Linked DNA regions of Mus musculus: regions 1 and 2 are each linked to region 3. The links are chromatin contacts, called in public Hi-C and Micro-C maps. All regions are on one chromosome and are shown on one strand. The core of a region is the stretch at or near the end of the contact, and the rest is flanking DNA. Distances in the headings are between cores, read along the strand shown. Region 1 holds the start of Nova1 (NOVA alternative splicing regulator 1). Region 2 has its middle 210 kb from the start of Gm40416. Region 3 has its middle 210 kb from the start of Nova1.

Region 1 (4,955 bases), core at 1,556-4,055, 210 kb after region 3:
GCTAAGCAAAGCAGATGAGCTCACGATATCTATCACCGGGGGTTGCACTAGTCCACTGTGATTTCACTACTGAAGATACATACACTGAGGAGGAATGGAACTGAGGAGAAAGAAAAGAAAAAAGATGAACCTGAGGAAATGCACAGCATGAAAGGAGGAGCCCAAAAGTAAAACAAAACAAAACAAAGCAAAACCAACAACAACAAAAAACAAACCAAACAAACAGAAAAATGAGAGGCCAAATCCACACAATCAATCAACCTAGGAAACCTGCGATGATCTAGCAGGTTACTGTCCCACACTGTAAAGTATTTCAATCAAATATGGCTCTGAACACAAATTCTAAAACACTAGTCCACATCTTGCATGTCGGCGTAGTAAATTTCTTATCCCAATTAGATTACTAAAGTATTTTAAATATCTGAAGAGACCGCACTTGTCCTCTTTACTTCATCCAAGGCCAACAAACAAAGCAACCAAGCAGAAAGAGGTACATAATGGATGCAGAAGTAAATGGTCCATTCTTTAAGAAACCACCCAGCCCCCTCCTCTGAATTCACACTAAACTAATTGTCATGACAATGATGTCTGCAAACTTCAGAGGAACCACATTTCCTTATGCCAACTGTCCAGGGTTCTAGCTCTAATTTTTAAGTTTTTGTGCTAGCAATTAGCATTCCAAAGCATGCAGAGAATTATCTCACCATTAGTCTAAATCACATACACAGTATATCAATTAATGGGAGGGAAAAACATGAACAACAATGGAAATACGCTTAAAGAAATTCCACAATGTATGCTAATGTAACACTCAGATCTTCATCATTTAAAAAAATTTTTTTTAAGACAACACACAGCACATGTAGATATTTGGTGTTTTTCCTTGGGAAATTAGTCAAACAATTTCTTTACCATTTCACCTACCTGGATAAAAATCTTTGGATTTAGACAGCTTGATAGTGGCTCCAGTTTCTTTTTGCAACTGAACAATTGTCTGTCCTCCCTTCCCAATTATAGATCCAGCAGCATAACTAGGTATGAGAACCTTTAGAAAGTACTGGCCGTCTTCTGAAAAATGTAAAGAAATACATTTGATTAACATGATCATTTTAAACTTTGAATCCCCAACCCACCCTCCAGAGAGAAAACATCAACTAAACCAATGGACGTAGAATTGCAGAAAACAGCACTTTAAAATGCTTAAGGAATGAAAACCACCAATTACACTGAAAAACAAGCATTTACAAAATCTTCCCCAGTTTTCGGGATTCACACGTTCTAACAATTTGCAGTACGATAGAGACTGGGGAGTAAATTCCAGTTGTTACTCCAAACATGAAAGTCTTCCAATTCTGTGGTTACCATGGCAAAATGAAAGAAACTGACCCTTTAACAAAACTTCAGAGATTTAGAACATGACAAACCTTCACTTAACATACTGAAGATGAAAAAAAATCCAACACTGTAAGTAGTGATCCGCTAAATTTGTCTGTCATAGCAAACATAAAAGACTGCAATTAATCACTGGCTATATCCGACTTTAAGTATACAAAACAACCATCTTCCTGCAAAATAGTCCACCCAAACTGTAGGGAGTATTCCAAGCCGTGAGAAACTGCCAAGGGGAAAAAAAGCGTCAATGTGGTGGACTGAGAATCTAAGTAATCCCGATGTATTTCCGCGGCACTTCTAAGTCTACTATGATCTCGGCTAAGCTCATTAATTAAAAGACCTTAAGAAGAATCTTGCCAATACTAAAAAGCTTACGAGTTATTTATTCTAAATACACTCCAAAGTCACCAAATAGATAACGCTCCATCTCCAAAAGAACCATAAAACGGAGACGGGGGCGGGGGGAGGTTCGATGAGCCGTGAAAAAAAAAAAAGAAAAATGAAATGTTTCAGAAAATAAAGCCAACTCCATAAACTTTAGTTTCCGTCAACCTGATCACGTCTTAAATAGGAAACTTCGCGGTAAATCCAGCTCTTTACTGGGAACGAGTATTCCGAATTTTTTGCGATGTGCCACTCACAAGACCCCCATCCATTTCTAATGTATATGCTGGAGATAAATTCACCTCTGCTTCGATGCATTGGATGCATTGTTAAGATGACTCCAGTGCAAATGAAGAAGCGATAGCGGTCCCGTTATAACTCATCTTCCGAGGAAGCGCAGGATGTTAACTAACAAGTCACCGTACCAGACACCCCCCTCGTATGCATACCCTTGAAGACAAATCAATGCGATATTTGTACCGACCATGTAAGTGCGCTCAGGGCATGCACTCATCAAGATTTTGCATACTACTTGTGGCCCAGAGCAAGGGGATGAACAGAGGCAAAAGTCTCCGGTGCCCCCAGCATCTGCAAGCCGCTACCCAAGTGCCATTTATTTATTTATTTGATCAGACTGTTAAATGCAGCGCGCATCTTCAGGCGGCCATCACCTCTCGCGGGGGGCGGCCCTGGGAGCGGACCCTGTCGCCGGGGCCAGCACCGGCTGGGGCGAGCGGGTCGGCTCAGAACCCCGGGTCGCCATCTTGATGAGACGGGGCCGGGGCAGGTGCAGGGGAGGGGGCGCGGGACGGCCGGCGGCAGCGGCCACGGCGCGGGAGGGCGGCGGGGACGGGGCGGGAGGCGGAAGCGATACCCACCGCCCGTGTTGGTCCTCTTGGTGCTGCCGGCTTCAGGGGGCGCTTCAAGCGGCCTTTTCCGCGAGTCCGGCGGGTCCAGATCTATGGGAACCCCCGTATGGGTCCCGTTCTGCTGAATGGGAGCTGCCGCCATCATGCTTGCAGTTCCTGCCGCTGCACCGGGAGAAGCGGCTCCCTTTTGTTTTGGCTTTTTTTTTTTTTTTTCTCGTTTGGGGTTGCTAAGGTTTTTTTTTTTTTTTTCTTTTTTTTTTTTTTTTTTTCTTTAATCGGATCAATAGCAGTCTGAGGCGGCGAGCAGTGTGGCTGATGTGCTCACTGGGGAGGGGGCAGGGCGCGGAGCAGCTGCAGTGCAGTGTCGGCTAGGAGCGGGAATGGAGGGGGTGTGGGAGCCGGAGGGTGAAGAAGGAGAAGAAAGCGGCGGGCAGAGCGGGAGTGAATGAGCGGAGGAGGCGCGGGCGGCCGGGAGGAGGGCGAGTGAATGAGCGGGAGGAGGAGCGGCCGCGGGCGGCCGGAGCGGCGGACCCGGCTAACGCGGCGCTCGCTCCCGCTGCTGCCGCCGCCGCCGCTGCCTGGGCGCGTGTGCCGCCTGCGCTGCTCCGCGCCGCTGCCGCCCGCCCGCGCTCATCGTGTCTCCCGCGCGTGGGGGGCGGCGGGCGGGGGCCGCGAGGGGCCGCGACTCCCACACGCGCCGCGCGGGGCCGGCCTCCGCGCCGGAGTCTCCGCCTGCGGGGCGGCGGGCGCGCGCGGGCTTGGCGGGGGCGCGCGGGCTTGGCGGGGGCGCGGAGCGGGCCGGGGCGCTCCCGCGGGGAGGCGGGGTGAAAGGTCGCGGGGCCCAGGCAACGCCGCTCAGGCAAACGTCAGCGGCTTGCCGCGGAAACCCAGGGGTCCACAAAACGCGCTAGGCGGGGAGGCGGAGCCGTGCGGGGAGTGACGGCAGCAGCAGCCAATGACAGCCGAGCGAGGGAGCCGGGCGGGATCCTGGTCCAGCTGGGACTTGGTGGTGACAGTTTGGGCTAGTCCGGGAAGGGCGTCTGAGTGACCGCGGGGAGGGGTGGACGGCTCAGGCAGGAGACCAGAAACCCAGCTGGGACCCGGAGAGTTCGGCAAAAGGCATTCATTAGCATCTCTGGGAGGCGGTTTTCTAAAGGAGATGTCATCAGAGGATTTCTTTCTCGCACCGTGTGACACTGTCGGGGACTTACTGTGTCTTGGCGCCTTATGTGCTTTCGGGAGCAAGCCAGGATATAAATAAATAAAGCGATATGTGGTCTCCACAGGGACCCGGGAGGCAAACTGAAGAGGCAACAGCTGAGGGTGTACGCAGCTTCACACACTGCACGAAACACAGATGAAGGCATCTGGGCACCCACGACTTACATAGCTTCGGGCGGTTTCAGGATCCTGATCCTCAGCCCTTCCACACTGGAGGGGGCGGGAGGGGGATGCGGGAAGTGTGGCTAAGCTAGCATTATAAAAGACCCTAGAGGTTATCTAGTCCAGTCCTTCTGTAGATAAGGAAAGTGACTCAGGGTATTTTGTTCAAGGTCATGCATCAAGTTAGTATTTTAAGTCCTGATGCTAGGAATCCGGGTTAGTGGAAAAGCCAAAGTCTGAAAAACTGATTTCAAACCCAATCAAGCTGTTCTGACAGTGTGTCATGGAAAAAGCCCTTATGTCAGTCATTAAATGTTTACCACTTTACATACTATCCATTGCATTCGGTACAGTCTATAGTAGTACTGTCCCATCTTGCGACGCTGTATCATTTTGAAGAGACTATTTATCCAAACTCACCTAAAAATAATAACCAGTAAACTACTAATTCAATCCCCGAATCTTTCAGACTGGGCACTATGTCATTCTGAACGCCGACTGCAGAAATTTAGAGACAGGTTCTTTTCTGCTTAAAACAAGGATTGCAACTTGTTGGACTCTCTAGACTCACGCGATCCATAGACGTCATATTTACGGTAAATGTTCTTAGACATACAAAGGCGGGCACGTATTCACCAGGTTTCTAGAATGAAAACGTTCTTTATACTCCCTACCGGAGAACATCACTTAAAAGATGGCTAAGCTAACAATAAAGGGACTCCAGTGTGATTATGTGGGCTTCTAACAAAGAATGTGCTGCATCTGGTTCAAAGAGAGGGAGAAAAATCGATCAGATAGATTGAAAGAAGGAATGGAAAAGAATCTAAACCTTTTCCTGACTCCCTGTCTAGGAAGCATGGGGATTTTGGTTGCTTTCTGCAGCGGTGAACGGCGGATGACTATTAAGGAGGAAGACAACAATGATTA
Region 2 (4,606 bases), core at 1,652-4,151, 190 kb before region 3:
CATGCATCTGCACATGGTGTGTGTGTGTGTGTGTGTGTGTGTGTGTGTGTGTGTGTGTGTGTGTGTGTAACAAATGAATTTGTGGGGCTGCTACTTGCAATGCATGGAATAAGGAATTGCTTAAATCACTTGCATCACCACAGTTCCCCCTCATGGAAGCTGCACCATGGTGCACTCCAGCAGCAGGATTCTCCTTGTGTTGCTTAAGATGACTTCCCACCCCTCCTCTCCTTTAAAGTCTTTGTTGCCTTCCCTCAGGAGTCATTTCTGTACTGTGCATCTGCAGGGAGCCTCTTTCTTGTCCTGCTCATGTATCTATAGCCTCCACAGCATTTTAATGTTCAAATGTCATGAGACTCTATTTCTTCCATGTGGTTTCAAGCATAAAATCTGCTGTGGAGTAGCCACTTAAGAATGTTAAAGGAAGAAGACTTGATTGTACATCACCTTGTTCCTCGTGTCAAAAATACCTTTATAAAATCCACTTCAGTGCTTTGACTGTAAAAATCTGGGAACTGGATCATTTATTCATTCAAGTTTGGTGCTGTAAACTGTATGTCAAACTAGGACAGTTCCAGAAAGGTCAGAAGGCACCTACAAATGGCCCCTGCAGACACTGATCACTTGCCCATCTGAGATAGACGTCTACTTGAAGGCAGAGCCATTGCCAGTGAGAGCTCAAAACATAAATTCAGACAGAGTTTACATGCGCTCAGAATTTCTCCTAATGACTATTAATAACAGCAGAGAAACAGAAGTGGAATTGTCATAGTTACACATAAAATAACAATTTTAATTGGTAAAATTAAACTTCTAAAAGCCAAAGCAATATCAAGGTGGCTGAACTACTTTTGGAGCCAAAGAGACTTGGATAATAGAAGCCACGTCTGATGTATTTTAAGGTCTTCTGTTACCATATGTGCTCCACTCACAGTGACAGATGGGTATTGATTTTTTTTTCTCAACTGCACAAAAGCTAGCTGAAGCATATGCAAAACTCTTAATGGCATTAAAGTTTTGCCAATTAAAAACATGCTCAAGCATTTGATACAGTACTTGATACCATCTTTCACAAGCTCTATTCTGAATTTTAAATAATAATTTTATCACATTATTTGTCAAGTTAGTGAGATTAAAACAATTATCACATGGGTCATATTTTGAGCCATTTTATCATTTTGGCACCTGTCAAATATAATGATGAAAAAGAGGTAGAGTTATTAAACCATTTTTGACAAATTATTAAGTTATAAATAGCATACATGAAAATAGATCAGGTTTTGGGCTTTTATTGTATCTCAGAAATTAGTAACAAGAAGATTGAGAGAGGGGTAGTGAATTTAAGCCATTAGTTAGCAAAGGTAACCAGTTACCCTTCTGCCAGATGGTCATAAATTTAATCTCATTCTCTTACTTTGTTTTAAGTTAAGATTGATGGAACTATTTTTAAAATGGGAGCTTTTGTTTGATTGATTGATTATTTTGTTTTAGTAACTTAAGGAAGGGTTATTCTGACCCACAGTTCAAAGGTAAATTCCTTGGTGATAGGCAAGGCAAAGGAGTAGGAACTGGAAGCAACTGCAGTCAGGAAGTGAAAACGATTTATCACACTGGGGTTTTCCATAGTGCCAGAGTGCTTCATATGTTTCTTCTATTTTATGTCAGCATCACAGGAGACTCTCAACTTGTTCCCAGGTCCTTCACCTGACTCTCTCTCTCTCTCTCTCTCTCTCTCTCTGTCTGTCTCTTCTGTCTCTCTCACTCTCTCTCTCTCTCACTCACTCTCTCTGTCTGTCTCTCTCTTTCTCTGTCTCTCTCTCTCTCTGTCTCTGTCTCTCTCTAGATGCTGAAATCTTAGGGAGGCCTTTTCTTTCCTTTGTCATAATTCTGCATATCTTTATACATGTATTCAAGTAAATGGATCTTAGCAACTGTAGACAATTAATGTGGTATTTGCATATTTAAGAATTTTTTCTAATTTTCTCATTACCTGAATTTATAAACTTCCCTTTATTAAGGTTATTACTACCTTTAAAAAGTATTACCTCAAATCCAGATTAAGAGGGAGAAAAACAAGAGATAAACAGATTGATCGGGTGGGGGGGAAGCTCCAGAATGAACTAACACCTGATTAGTTTTAAATTCCTCTAGACTCCATCAGGTATATTTATAAAAGTGAAATTAAATTTAATTTATTTTAATCATTGCCCGAAGTCTGAGCATACCATGTTCAAACCTGGGATTAGACAGTCTTCTGTTTCCCTTTCTAGTGCATTTTAATACGATAGCATCTGACAACAGTGTTGCTGTGCCTTCAAATGCAACAATCCATTCCTAGTTCTATGGGCAGTGCCTTTTCAATTCACAGGCAGGGATAGACTGATGTAGAATCCAAACGCCATGTAAATCCAACAAAAACAGCTCTGAGACGGGGCTCGGATAGAAAAAGACAGACCTTTTCTGCCTGAAAAACAGCACTCCTGTCTAGATAGTGTGATGCTAATATGAGAGCTATGAGTCTACTGTGGGAAATTTAGATTATGGGACAAAGATGTGGTGATGCTGAACATTTATGAGTGGTGGACAAGCAACTGCCCTCAAAATCTCAGTCTGTGACAGTGACTATAGCAGAGCAGCGGCAATACTTGTAAAGACAATAGAGTGAACAGGTTAAAAACAAGTGCTCTCCATCCTCGTACCAGTTTTGAGGCAATTGAGAACCTTCAGCTTGCTGTCTGTCCCATTGAATCACAGAGGGCAGTTCTCAGTGCACGACACTGAAGAGGTAAGCTAGCATTTTTATAGACATGGGGGGAAATTTTCATTCTGTTCTAGCCATGGAAATACCGCCAAAATCTGGAAGCACGCACTCTACAGGAATGAGGGAACAGTTGGCTTCTGCATCTGAAAGAGGCTCTGGCAGTGGTGCCGCATGGAGCTGGGTCTCATTTTGCAAAATAGAAGCCATTATCTTTAGCATATCAACCAGACAAAATTAAATTGTAATTATATGGAGACATCCAAAAGCAAGCTATTTTGTCTTCAGTTAAATTCAAAGAAGTATAATAGAGATTAACAATTTCAAAAGAAGTTTAGACAGGCAATGCATGTGGCTAGAAGAAACATGGAATTAAAAATTTAAAAATCACCACTCTGAATTCTGGTGATTAGTAAATAATATTTTAGAAACCCAAATAATATACTATATTGAATATCTTCAGATTTAGGTTATAGGAAAGAGATATGAAGTTTCTGCACATTTGCTGATTAAACAACTCACTTCTTTCAACATTCAAATTTTAGGTGCTTTTTCAAATATGAGGATAAAGATTCAATGCTCTTCAAAAGAACCCCCACGCACTTTATAAAATGGCTTATTTCCTAACATTGGTAAATTTCCCTATATTCTATACTTCTCTTTAACATGAGATCTATGCCTCTGCTGTGTCAGCAAACATGTTTTGTTGCTAGATAAAAGTCAGACTAGTTGGGGTTGGAACATGTGTTGGGAATAGATAAACATCCGATGAGTCAGGGCTGGAGAGATGGTTGAGTGGTTAAGAGCTGACTGCTCTTCCCGAGGATTTGGTTCCAATTTTTAGCACCCACATGGCAGCTCAAAACTGTCTTCCGTTCTAGTTCCTACATGCAGGCAAAGAATAATGCACATAATATAAAATTTTAAAAAAAATGAAAATTAATCTCTTTTTCATCTCCCCTCCCATGTGTTCATTTACATTAATAAATAAGCATCATGGTTCATTCTGTAAAAACAAAAAAACAAAAAACAAAAAAAAATTAGTCATTGTAGTGACTTTGAGATAGAAAGAGAGGGGGGGGGGTTCGAGACAGGGTTTCTCTGTGTATCCCTGGCTGTCCTGGAACTCTCTCTGATGACCAGGCTAGCCTCGAACCCAGAAATCCACCTGCATCTGCCTCCCAAGTGCTGGGATTAAAGACATGTGCCACCACTGCCCGGCGCAATATATATTTTAAAGGCCACAAAGAAAAGGTGAGAAAAGAAATGCCTCCCAGTATATTCTTAATAATTAAATCTTTCTCAGGGATATTATCAGAAGTTTCTGTTTTAAAAACATTTGATAAGAGTATGGTTAAAGAAACTTATAGCTTGTTAACTTTATCAACGTTGATTTAAATATTTGACCTGCCAGATGTGCAACTGAACTGAAAATGGGATTTTTGAAAAAAAAAATTTTTCCTCCTTCAGTTGTCTCTAATAAAGTGGTTATTCTGACCAACATAAAAGGGGAATCAGGAATTGTCTATTGTCCTTCAGCCCAACCCCTTGTCCTCCAAAGAGATCTAAGATGAGAAGCCCAGCTTGTTTGTGAGGAGAACTGGATTATAGCAGCAAGAGCTTTTCTAGAACTTCTTCTTCAAAATCCAGGTAATTAGGTGCAGCAACACACACACATGCACACGCACAAGCACACACATACACAAGCAGATTATATTGAAAAGATTGTGAAAAATTAAGTCACATAGCATAGTAGAATTCCCAGAATTTTATGTGTTATCTTATTCAGCCCCCAGCTAATGCAACCTTGATATCCACAAGAAGAACTGTGATCCCATGATCATTTCA
Region 3 (4,804 bases), core at 1,707-4,206:
CCAGCAGCTAATGGCTGAGCAGGGGGATAAAGGCAGGGCTTTGGGATTCCCTGGACAAGGACAAGGATTGAATGGAGAAGAAAAAGGTCTGCCATGAGATGGGCAGAAAATGGACCAAGCCATGAAGGAAAGCAGAAAGATCAGACTTAGAGACCCACCATCACGTAAGAATCTGGAAAAGTGGCCCCAGGGGCCACTTCCCAAATTGGGTCTAGAGTAGCAGAGATAAAATATAGATTTAGCAAGTATTAATTGATAACTATCAGAGGAGAGTGTGTGCTAGCCAAGGGAAGTTTGGAAGTGCTCAGCCATTCATAAATCCAGAGCTTTTGTGCAGGTCCAGAGCGAGCAGGACCAACTGGAAGCACAGAGCAAACAACTATCCCTTTCCCCTTAAAATAAAAATAGCGGGGGGTGGGGGGGTGGGGGTGGAGAGAAGAGGTGGGGAAGGGAGGAACTAGGAGCAAAGAGGCCATAAGCAAGCCAGTAAATGAGACCAGGAGAACACTGTAGTCAAAATGCTGGGTTATACGGGGAAGAAACTTTGGGGGCAAGGGGTCCAATGTAACCCCTCGGCTAGAGAGTTTAGGGTAGGGGACTGGGTTTCTAGGAGGAAGATACTTTAATAGGTATGAATTGAAGAAGACTGGGTCCAGAGTCAGCTTTCATACGTTAAATAAGCGTCTCAGCCATTTGTCCTGAGACCTGAAAAAAAAAAAAAAAAAAAAAAAAAACACAACCAAAAACCAAAAACCAAACAAAAAATTAAAAGCCCTAGCTTTTTAATGTTGAAATATTCTTGCAACACACGTGAAACATCTACACTAGATAAAACAGCCTGGGTGGTTGAGGTTAGAACCCCGAACTTGCTATAGAACTGTGAAATGGATTTCCCAAGTATGGGTTGTAAATCCTGGGAATTTAATTCAAGGAGGCTTCCAGACACCTATGAAGGTGCGGGCTTTTCCACCTATGCATAAGTTTCTGTAATGATGATTCTGAAACTGAATTATTTATGAATAATTGCCTAGGCAAAAGCTTGGAGTCTCCCCACAGCCCCAAGCCCACCCGCCTACCCCACCCACACCACCCATGTGCTAAGCTAGTAACTAACTCTATTATCTCCTTTATTCTGTTCTAAGTCCCGCCTCGTGGTGGTTACAGAGAGACCTTATTCCTCAGAGTTCAGAACGAATCTCCTCCTGTACCTGACTCTATCTCGGAGTTCCCCCCTCCTTACAGAACTCCCACCTCCTATTTCCTGCCTCAGCTCATTGGCCAGTCAGCTTTTTATTGAAAGGTGATGTTTCCATACACAAGAGATTCTCTCTACCCACCTACAAGATGACAGGTTGAAAGGTAGGCAGCGTGAAGGAAGGCTGAGGCAGCTCAGCCTGGCAGTCTGGCTTCTTGGGGAAGGCAGTAGAACACACTCAGGTGTATTATGCTTCCCGTGCCTATCCCTGTCCTGCCCATTATGCATGGCAAAGTCACTAAAGTGGATATCTGGAGGGAACTTGCCTTCAGGAAAGCTCTTTAAAGTTCTGCTGAGCCCTTACCTCTGACACACCTGGATAAGAAAGGTGTGTCAGGGGCCTGCGTATTCACGCACCACTTACACCACGTCGTCCACCAACGAAGCTACTTCCTGTAGCGTGGAGTTGTCCATGGAAACTGAAAGATTTGCCTGTTAAGTTTGCTCACCACGTTGCAAGTGTATTTCTGGCCTTCCCCTTATCACAGTGTGATGTCCATTTGCACACCATGGTTTTTTTCTAGCGACTGAAAAGTGATGGAAGCAGCTTGGCAGCCAGCATGGCAGTGCAATCATTTATTTCTCACAGCGCTCGGTCCTGGGCCTTCCCATTGAGCACAAGGCCTTTGAAGTGCATGGTGCATGTAATTTAGCTGACAGTGGATTGCACTAGAGTCCATCTAAATCAAGTCCAAGTCTGAACAGACATCAAAATACCCCCACCCCATAATTGGCAGCTGGTATTTTTCTTCTGTGCTAGTTTTTTTAAAGGACATTTTCTTGGCTACACATTTTATCAATTTTTTATGTTGTAATGAAATTTTTTTCTATGATTTTGGCAGTATTTTGGTTTTTTGGGGTTTTTTTTGGTTTGGTTTTTTTTTTTTTTTCTTTTTGCCTCACCATTTTCACATGCTCTTAGCTGCTGCCAAATATTGCCTCAGTTTATGTTTACCCACCAAGAAAGCAAGGCAATACTTTGGACATTTTGGACATGTAAGACTCGCTATGGTTTTTGAGTCTTTCTATGTAATTTATGCAATTTTTTTAAAAAAAAATGGAGCTGACTGACCCAATATGCAGCTTTCAATAATTTCCTAAGTGAGAAACTCTCCTTTAAAGGAATCTGCAAGAGGGAAGTAGTAAAGGAAATTTTGAAGCAGAGTGGATGCTAATTTACAGTAGTTCCATATGGCAGGCATTCAAATATACCATAATAGCTCTGACTTTTCAGCTTCTCCATCTACCAGAACCCATGTTAGGACAATCTACCTATGTTACTATTTTTAATTCCAGATTAAAATCTAAGTAAACCTGGCCCAAGAAACACCTGGGGTGATTTAATAATAAAGTAGGACAGGGCCACTGCTAACAGTTGGCATCAGGGCATAAAAACACAGAGAATATAAAATGTAATAGCAATTGGAAAAAATGTAATACAATTCCGTGAAAATGCAATTAAATCAGGTTGGATAAATAGCTTCCAGGACATAATAGCAAGAAGAGAGAGTTCATTTCAATGAAGTGAAAATGGCAAAAACTGAATAAATAATTTAAAGCTGGAAATGAAAAAGTTCCGTGTGGAGTTTCGAAGACAATTGAGCTCATCTGACCTTGTGCAAGTCGGTTAACCTCTGGGGGCCTCAGTTTCCTTATTAGGAGAAAGGGGAGGGAGGAGGAAGGGTAAGACTACTGATCTCCAAGGTCTATTCAAGTTCTGAATTTCCCTCCTGGGCTTGGAGGGAATGAAAATGTAGGCCATCAACACATTAGTGGCTCTGGGAAAAGAAAATGCACATAGACAAACTGTGAATTTGGTTTCATAGGAAGCCCCGATTTTATCTGCCTTTGTTTTTCTTTTTAAAAATAAAAGATAAGAATAAATGTCTGCAGTAATTGAATTTCTGTTTCCATATTTTCCTGGCTAGTTTTCCCTTATCTGGGGTTACAGGACGAGGCTGACTGCATACAGATAAAGTGGTCCACGTGGAGAATGCCAGGCTCACTCGCCCCGCGCACAGCCGCCCTCCCCACTCCTCTGCCCATCTGCTCTCCCCTACCTAATCCTCCAGAGTAGACAGACTAGGTGGGTGCTAATCAGCAGCTAAGGAAAGGGCAGACCTGTGTTCTTGCAAACCGGATGAGTCATGCATCACGGGTCAATCAAGCAAGGCCTCCTGGAAGAGCTTCTTGGGGATTAACTCAGTTGGCTGTGAAGTCATGCTGAAAACCTCTCTCATGCAACAGACACCAGTCAGAAACCAGGGGGAGGGAAATGGTGTTTACCATGTTTATTCATAAAACCAGGAGGTCTTGATAGAAACAAATGTTTCTAATCTTTATTCTGTAGTGTTTTTTTTCTTTTTTAATAAGTAACTTACAAGGTATAAGCACCATTGTCATATGTATTTTCATATGCGTTTTGTTTGTAGACTTTTTCCTCTCCTACTCTTCCTTGTCCTCTTGCCCACCCCCAGATTGTCTCCTCTTTCTCTCTCCAGTGACCCCAGATCCATTTTGTATTCACATCACTTGTGTTCAATTACCTTTCTCCTCTGGCCCACTTCTTTCTTAAGATTGTTCTAGATTCACAACACACACACACACACACACACACACACACACACACTTATAAAAAATAAAACCTAGGATCCACATATGAGAGGAACTATGATATTTGTCTGTAAGAATTTCACTGCTAAATAAAATTCATCTGTATATCATCTTGATGTTGGTTTTTGTTTGTTTTTTGTCTGCAATACAATATACACAGACTGGTGACTGATTCTATGTGGTTCCTTGTCACTAGAAATGTATTTCCTGTCTTCCTCTATTCTAAAGTAGCTTATCAGTACATTCTAACACCAAGAGACACCCAAAAGTATCTCTTGTACTCCAACCATACTCTTCCTTACCTTTACTATAGAGAAGTGGTCCAGTTTCCCCTTGGAAGCCTGGAAGTCTGGAGCAACCATCCACACTAACACTGTAATCCCTTTGTTAGCCTGTTTACTAAAGGACACCAAGAACCCAAAATGTCCGTTAGGGAAGCCTTAGATTCAAATTCCAAGGAATGTTTTCTGTGTTTCTTGCCTGTAGCACTTTGTCCTTTGGAATCAAAAATATTTAGCCTGCAAAGCATAATGTCACGTTAGGGGGAAGCAAAATTTTTGTTGGTACTTCACTAGAGTTAATGGTGAGTAATGTGGTACTATTTCCATTTCTATCCTTGATTTCAGGAACTGTGGGTCCTGCTTTTGGGGAAAACTGCCATATACTAGAGGTTGACTCAGAGCATCTGCAGTCTGCCGGACATCTCTGCCCCAGCCTCTCCAAGCTACTGTCACCTATGTGAGTCTGTAAATGAGTCTTTTAAAGGCCATTCCACTGTTATATCTGTAAACCATAGTCTTTTATTCTGGTCAACTGATCTTAGGGTTCATCCCATAAGACCCAGGCTAATCGATGAGGATAGGAAATACTCATATTAGGAGTAAGAATCGTAGATAATTGACTAACTTCCTTGTTTAAGTTATCTGTGCCATGCAG

What was found. A called contact is a pair of places that touch in the nucleus more often than the background predicts.
Region 1: a contact with region 3 is called in a Micro-C map of the G1E-ER4 cell line, with 5 times the contacts expected there. The contact joins the promoter of Nova1 here to the enhancer-like site in region 3. A contact is called at or near these places in 1 of 15 datasets of contacts at CTCF or cohesin (the G1E-ER4 cell line), 3 of 484 Hi-C or Micro-C datasets (all in the G1E-ER4 cell line), 2 of 115 datasets of contacts at active chromatin or transcription factors (the SCID.adh cell line and embryonic midbrain) and 2 of 9 other capture datasets (adipose tissue and pancreatic islet).
Region 2: a Hi-C map of the G1E-ER4 cell line shows a contact between it and region 3, with 2.4 times the contacts expected there. The contact joins two enhancer-like sites. A contact is called at or near these places in 1 of 15 datasets of contacts at CTCF or cohesin (the G1E-ER4 cell line) and 2 of 484 Hi-C or Micro-C datasets (both in the G1E-ER4 cell line).

What each region holds. Positions count from the first base shown.
Region 1 is chr12:46,815,962-46,820,916 of GRCm38.p6, forward strand. It overlaps Nova1 (NOVA alternative splicing regulator 1), which reads right to left and starts at 2,806. Exons shown (of 5, transcript NM_021361.2): 1 at 2,655-2,806; 2 at 925-1,068. The coding sequence starts at 2,790.
Region 2 is chr12:46,416,285-46,420,890 of GRCm38.p6, forward strand. No RefSeq gene overlaps it. Among named protein-coding and RNA genes, the nearest start is that of Gm40416, 210 kb to the left of the region's middle. Within about 2 kb of position 2,902, at least 6 of the 459 cell types and tissues checked have an H3K27ac peak or open chromatin away from gene starts, as enhancers often do. A contact at or near this core is called in the G1E-ER4 cell line, where this site is marked.
Region 3 is chr12:46,606,830-46,611,633 of GRCm38.p6, forward strand. No RefSeq gene overlaps it. Among named protein-coding and RNA genes, the nearest start is that of Nova1, 210 kb to the right of the region's middle. Within about 2 kb of position 2,957, at least 10 of the 459 cell types and tissues checked have an H3K27ac peak or open chromatin away from gene starts, as enhancers often do. A contact at or near this core is called in the G1E-ER4 cell line, where this site is marked.